Regions from separate parts of the Gossypium arboreum genome. Here region 1 is linked to region 2. The links are chromatin contacts, called in public Hi-C maps. All regions are on one chromosome and are shown on one strand. The core of a region is the stretch at or near the end of the contact, and the rest is flanking DNA. Distances in the headings are between cores, read along the strand shown.

What was found. A called contact is a pair of places that touch in the nucleus more often than the background predicts.
Region 1: a Hi-C map of leaf shows a contact between it and region 2, with 2.1 times the contacts expected there. The contact joins the promoter of LOC108472544 here to the enhancer-like site in region 2. A contact is called at or near these places in 2 of 5 Hi-C or Micro-C datasets (both in leaf).

What each region holds. Positions count from the first base shown.
Region 1 is chr11:109,849,674-109,853,607 of ASM2569848v2, reverse strand. It overlaps LOC108472544, which reads right to left and starts at 2,388. Exons shown (of 4, transcript XM_017774083.2): 1 at 2,015-2,388; 2 at 1,709-1,924; 3 at 1,093-1,377; 4 at 206-483. The coding sequence starts at 2,020. The coding sequence ends at 433.
Region 2 is chr11:109,810,842-109,814,529 of ASM2569848v2, reverse strand. No RefSeq gene overlaps it. Among protein-coding and RNA genes, the nearest start is that of LOC128284275, 11 kb to the right of the region's middle. Within about 2 kb of position 1,764, at least 1 of the 2 cell types and tissues checked has an H3K27ac peak or open chromatin away from gene starts, as enhancers often do. A contact at or near this core is called in leaf, where this site is marked.

The DNA.
Region 1 (3,934 bases), core at 1,139-3,638, 38 kb before region 2:
TGTTGGTATATATTTTAGGGATAGATCACATGATTATTGGCCAGTGCTATCAAATTCTAAATTCATTGGTTTTTAAATTTAGAAAGGAGAAATTGATATTATTCGTGAAATCAGAAGTCGAAATTGTGGTTTTTGGTAACCTATAATAGTCCCTATCAATTGGTATTTGTTTTGCGGAGCGCATTTAACTTTGAAAGACTTATAGTTACTAAAAACGACAATTCTATTTTATACTTTTAAAATACAAGAAGTGTAACGCAAAGTCTCCATATAGTGTAAGTTCATTGGTAGACAAGGGACAAAATCTCCATTTCATAGTCATTTCTCATTGCTAGTCAAAACATTTTTAGATGGAACAAAAAGAAATAAATCACTAGACTAACTATATAAACATGAAATCCCTTCCTTTTAAAACACAAAGCGATAAAAATTTCATGTTGCACAAGCTGGTACCAAGCAGGAAAAGAATCCTGGCATCTTCTTCTGCATTCCATAACAAAATAAACATGTAAGAATAGAGCATAACCAGATAGGTCATAGTTAAGAGTTTAAATTTTAATATACGTGACCCTTCTTTATCATTAGAAGAAAAGAATGAATGGCTCAAGGAAACCATGGGTTGGGTAATACAACAAATTAGAAAGAGATGGGAAACCTTTCAGCTACTAAACCTTGGCCTAAGTTTTTAAGGAAAAAACAACCCCCACAAATATTTCTTTATGATTAATTAATTTATAGCGGAATTTGAGGGGGGTTTTCAAACTTGGAATGGGATGACAAAGGACTTGTGTGTTGACAAGAAATCAATGTTTCCCTCATTATATGTCCATGTGAACAGATTCAAGCCGGTGCCCTTTGAAGGAATTGGACTATCATGTGATTTTTTTTTTATACAATGGAATCTTAAATTTATTTAAACTATCACACAGGCATAGTATGCCTGTAAATCCATCCCATGACTTCAGAGATATAGTAAACGTTCTTGACCAATAGATTAAATGTTGGATTCAAAGTGATACATTTAATTTATTACCTACTTATACTCACATTAAAAAAATAAAGATAAAAGAAGAGATCGGGAAGAGGACATACTCGCTTGGAAGAGTGAAGGAGCTCAGGGGGGATTTTGTAGAGATCTTCATCAACAGGTTTAGGAGGTCGAACAGGTAATCTCTTGGGAATAGGAGGTGGAAAGGCATCGTATTTGAGGTGCTTACTATTGCTGCTTGTAGTGTTGTCATTATTAATTGACAAAGACAGATGGTGGTGGGGATTTTGGTAGTATTTCCTTGGCGGTTCAGTCACGTCACATACTCTCCCCGCCTTCTTTTGCTCCTTAACATGCGCTCCTCCCTTTTCCCTTACCCTACTCGCCTGCTGCATACCACCGCCCATCTCCATTATTATCAGTGCCACTAAATCATATTTTCATATTAAATAATAATAATAAATTCTGCAAGATGCAAGGTAGATTTCGGGAAAAGGTTGCAGTGTTGTGTACTAACACTGTTGCCTAGATAAGAAAAGTTCCCAGAAAAAGGCTTGAAGACAGATTAGTGCTTTATTACTTCTCCAAGTCCCCACTGTACAAAGTTTCGGTGGAAATTTCAGAAATGATTCTTTTTTTTTTCTTTTGTTCAAACTTGGGGTTTTCTACATCAACAAACATGACAAATTCTACAACTTTATTAAAATTTAATTAACTGACCTTTCTAGGAGGAGCAAGATTACGAGAATGTTTCCTTGAATTAGCTGTTTCATACAAGTCATGAGCAGCAACATAAGGGTTAGATTCTCCAGATGAAGAGCTGAAACGAATCAAACCCGCTTGTCTAGCGCATTCGAAGTACTGAGTTATAGGCAGCTCATTTGCATTGTCCCAGTCTCCAAATGCTGGTATCTGCCCGCTTCTCTTGCAATATTCCTAAAAACAAACCCAATAAGAGAATTAGTTAAACAATAGATCCATTCAAGATTCAAAGACTTGTTTAAGAAAAAGAAAAGAACAACTTACATCCATTGTTGGAGGTTATGAGTGACAGTTGACTAATGACGAAGAGTGAAGCTTGAAAGGGTTGTGTTGTTTAAAAGAGAATGAAGAGTGCAAAAAGGTAAATAAAAGATATAGGGATTCTGAAGAAAGCTACAGCAGATATAAATTCTGCTTCAGAATTACTTACTTAGAAGAAGAGAATCTGCAGATAAAAGATAAGAGTTTCTGAGCCTTTGAAACACATTTATATCATAAAAACAGCTAAATAAATCAATAAATAGAAGGAGAGTATAGCTTAAAAATAATAATAATAAGACCGAGAAATCTACAATTAGGGGCTTTGTTTGTCAACTTTTTCGCATTATAATAATGGGTTTTTTTGTTTGTTTAATAGTTTCACGCGGCAAAGTCAGAAAAATGGGACCCTTAACAATGCAGGCTGAGTGTGTTCACAGTTCACTTGGATATAGGGGAGTTGTTAAACTGTTATAAAAAGTGGGTGAGGTTGCAGATTGCAGTGTCCTGTAAAGCCAATTTTTTTGGGTTATCAAAGATTTGTTTTTCTTTTTATATTCATATATATTGGACAAATAAAGATCTGAAAAAGCTTAGATTTTACATAATGATGCCAACATCTTTGAGATCCATAAAAATAGCTGTAACATATAAACATTACAAATATGTTATGTTAATTGTTTTAAACATGTCATATTATTATTATATTTTCAAACTCATTAAATAATAAAATGTTGTGTGAAAAGGGAAAACACTGTTTTGCTGAGAAGCCGTATGAGATGGTCAAAGTTATATCCAACCTAATTCTGAGACCCTTTTTCTTCTGAACGAATGGTATGTAATTTTATTGGAAACTTTTGGCCAAAGTTTGAATTTGCTAAGACATTAGACTTTTTTTTTTTTTTCAATACTACTTTTAAAACTATTTTTCTCTCGTGATAAAGACTGATATCCACTCCATTAAAAGCTCTTCCAGTTTGGTACATTTTCTTTTAGGATTTTTGGACATACTTTTTCATATTAACACGTAACAAACTTAGATGTCAAAATTATATCAGTATGAATGTGATAGTGTATTGGAGAATAGCTACAAAATGAGATATGGTTATCTTCATTTTAATCATGGAATGGCGAGTTCTTTGAGGCATAGATAAACTAAAGTTTGCAGATTAGTTAGGTAGATTCTACCAAAGGATGGGTGGCATAAGGTGAACATTGATGGTACTATTAGTAATGTGCTTAGGAATGCTTCAACTGGTGGTTTAATCCGTGACTAACATGGCAATTGGATTGCTGATATATATATATATATATATATATATATATATTGTTTTGTATTCAATGTCGATATTTGGGGTGCTATAACACCTCTTACCCGTCTCCGTTATCAGATTAGGTTTATGAAATGCCACCATTCAAAACAAAATAGAAACAAGCCATCACAATTCAAATTTTCTTTAAATAAAAATTATTCATTAAACATGTAATCATAAACATGATATTCATACATAATCAAGTTTAAATTGAGCTTACGAAAGTCCTAAAACAATTTGAATTTAAGCAAGGACTAATTTGAAACATTTAAGACAAATATGGAAAAATGTAAAATAGGGGTCACACGGCCGTGTGATAGCATGAGGCCATGTGGTGCAAGGTCACACACTCGTGTCCTCAAACCATGTAACAATTTAGTGTTGTATGATAAATGTAACACCCCGTAACCCCGAACCGTTGTCGGAACAGAGTTACGAGGCATTACCGGACGTATCAGACAACTTATGAATAATTCACAAATAAAATAACATTCATAGCATAATTTAATTACTAAATCCCTATATTGAACTCTCAAGTCTAAAACATACATTTAAGTAAAACGGGACTCTTTTAAGTACTCCAATTTTTTTTTTAATAAATTTCAATGACTTT
Region 2 (3,688 bases), core at 515-3,014:
AAGGCGAGCTGGCCTCGAGATCAAACTTACGCCTGTGACCACGTTCCCGTCGATAGGGAGCCCTAACTGTACTGCAACGTCTTCCAAAGTTATGGTGCACTCCCCGCACGGCAAATGAAATGTATGCGTCTCCAGACGCCATCGCTTGACTAAAGCAGAAATTAAGTCATATCGCAGCTCAAAAGTCCGGATCAATGCTGCTGATCCGAACCCCGCTAACTCTAAGAACGGTATTACGCGTTCATCCGGCTGAAACCCTACATTATAAATACGACCCCTCAATACGCGGTACTCGACTTGACATTATTATATTTACGAAATGGTTAATACAATATAATTTCATTCAACAAATAATGTGACTATCAAATAAAATTTTCATTACCATCTCATTAATGTTACTCGATATGTGACCCTTATTTTCATTATCAATCAACGAACCCATTTCTTGCAAATCGCAATTAAAATTATCAAATAAATAAAATTATAAATTTACATTATATCAAAATTACATTAAAATTACATTAAAATTTCTTACTCTCTTGTAATTATTTAATTTTATTTCTTACTCTCTTTAGATCTTTTATTCAACATCTTTCCATATTCAAAGTAACTTATTTCTCATATACTCACTTTCAACTAGTCAATTATGCATCTATTCAACCGCAAAGTACTACATTACTTCCAATCATAAAGCCAAATGCATTTTAACATATCATTTATATTAATGTGTTTAATTCTTTAATATATATTATTTCTCTTGTTATGTATTTTATACAAGTTAAAATATAAGCATAATTTATTAATAGTCTATTTTACTCTTAAAAATATTTTATTTTTCCTTAAGTTTTGATTAAATTTTATAAAATTTAAAAGAATTATTTTTAACACTTTACATAGGTAAATTTAATTAATTTTAAAAGTTTGAAATTAAATTAAATTATAATTTAAGAATATTTGAAAAGATTAATTCTCAAGTTTATACATTTTACATAGGTATAAATTTTTATTTTATTTTTAGAATGTATTAGTCACTATATTTCTCACTTTTTGTTAACAATGAAGTGAATGCTAGTAAAGTTTTTTAAATAAAATACAAAAATATTGATTCCAAGTAAACTGAACTGGACAATAACCGACAAAATATTGATTTTTATATATTTATTTAAAGGGAGGCTGCCATCAAGCTATCAAAATCGAGCATCAATGGCAAAATAATGGGGTTTTTACCCAACTAGGTTAAAAAAATTAAAACACCAAAATAGGATGTTAGATAAAAGTAAAACAAAAATCATGAACTTGAAAATTCAACAAAAAAGTTTAAATTAAAAATAAATAAAGCAAGACTTGACAAGTAGTATTAAAAACAAAAACAAAAATTAGCAACTAATAAACTATATTCAAGTACAATAATTACATAACACTCTTAAATTACTAATATATTACTTTTTTTAAAATGTACTTTTCTTTTAATTTTAAAATAATTACAAACACTAAAATTATCACATAACACTAAACTACTAATATTTTAATCTTAAAATAATTATAAAAAATTACTAACATATTTTTCTTCTTTTCCTCCTTCTTCTTCTTCTTCTTCTTTTTTTTTTTTTTTCTTCTTTCTCTCTTTCTTTGTTGCATTCACAAAATTGGGGACCATGCTTATATGGTCCCCCATTACAAAATTTAAATTTTTTCTCTCTGTCTCTACAGGTGGGATGGGGGGTGGGGATAGGGACACGTGGTGGGCTGTAGGGAAGTTGCGCCCCTACAGCAGGCGCGAATGGTCGTGCCTCCGGGTCTAGCTCGATCCGATTTTGACCCGACTGAATTTTAAAAATTTAAAAATTTAAAAATTATTAAAATATAATAAAATAATAATATTTTAAAAAAATTATATTATTAAAAAAATAAGTCGCACCTGTCAGGTAGGCTCGACCCAAAAAAACAACCCATTTCCATAAATAATGTATCTGACACCCTATTTTGATATTTTAAAATTTTTCTTAACCCAATTAGATAAAAAACCCTCTATACTGAAATCGCTTTTAAACTTCAACAATAAGACGTGCTTTTCCTTTTGTCTATATTTCTTTCTTTTTCTTATTAATTTTCTTTACTAAATTGATTTTAACTTTATTAATAAAAAAAAAAAACCCAAGTCAAGCACCTGCGGATCTCAAATATTAATTATCTAAACAATATTGTCAACCAATCTCTAAGTTTTTTGTTTACCTAGAAATGTTAGGTAATTACACTTCCAGAAACAAAATGTAAGTTCTTAAAAAATCTCAAAACCATAATCTTTGTCTAAGCTACTTATATCCTCAATTTGAAAAAAGAAACTCAATTAACCTCATATTGGTCTCAAACAAAAATAGGTTTGAATCTAAATGAGTTAACAAAATAGAAGGCCCAAACTTAAAGCGGCAGTTGGACCCAAGTTTTGAAGCATGGATAAGTAGTTTCTTCGGCTGTTCTTTTGACACTAATATTATAACTTTCAACTTTCGAAATCTGGGAAAATAATGAAGTAAATTACACGGCAAGTTTATGTTTCTTCTTTTCTTTTTTACTCAATCTTTAAAAGTTTTATGATGATGATCATTCAACTAATTCTTTTGTTTTTGTTTTTTATCTTTATCCATTTCAGTTAAGTGTATTTAACAAATTTAATAACAAATTTAACATTTCAAAATATAATAACAAATTTAATAACAAATCATATTTCAAAAATATAATAACAAATTTAACATTTTAACTTTATTCATCATTTTAAAAGTAATAATTCTCAACATTACAAATTATTTCAATTTAATTTTAACTCTAAAAATAAAAATACATAAATATCTCAAAAATTATAGTAAAATTATATAAATGAAATAAAAATTACATTGTATTTTAATAAAATAATGAGTTAATCTGTTGGGGATCGACTTGTATAAACAATAATATAATAAAAGTGGTGAAGAATGAATACAAATATTATACGTGGAACATCCTCAAAGGGGAAAAACAACAGGCAAAGAAGGTATCGACTTTTTATTAAATGAGTAAACAAACGACAGTATAATATGAAGAAATAAACCTAAAAGTACTAAATGAATAAGCACCCAAACGTTCGCAAGTCACCCAAACTCGATCCAATTTAAAACCTTTTCAATTTCTACTAAACTATTTGTTATGAGCCTACGAGCCCCAAATCGACCATTAAAAGCTGTTCGGGAATAGCCCGAGTCCTTAAACCATCTATAGAAAATTTGACTTTGAAAACAAGACACACGCCTGTGTGGAAGGGTAACATGCCCGTGTGGCCATTTCGACATGGTCGTGTGATGGCCCGTGTGGCTCACACGACCGAAGCAATATAGGGACACCCCCATGTTCTCCACTAGTGTGGAAATAATTTTAAATGCACACCTACATGGGTTTTCACACGGCCTGCCACACGCCTGTGTGCCTGGTCCGTGTTCTTCACACAGCCATGACACGCCCGTCTCTTAGCCCGTGTGTAAAAACATTGACATTCTGTTTTTGACGTCAGCATCCCCAAAATATCACACGGCCAATGCACACACCCGTGTGCTGGGCGTGTCCATCACATGGCTGAGACACACAACTGTGTCTCTACCTGTGTGTTTACTATCATGCATACCAACTTGAAATTTTTACGTGCAGGGGACACACAGCC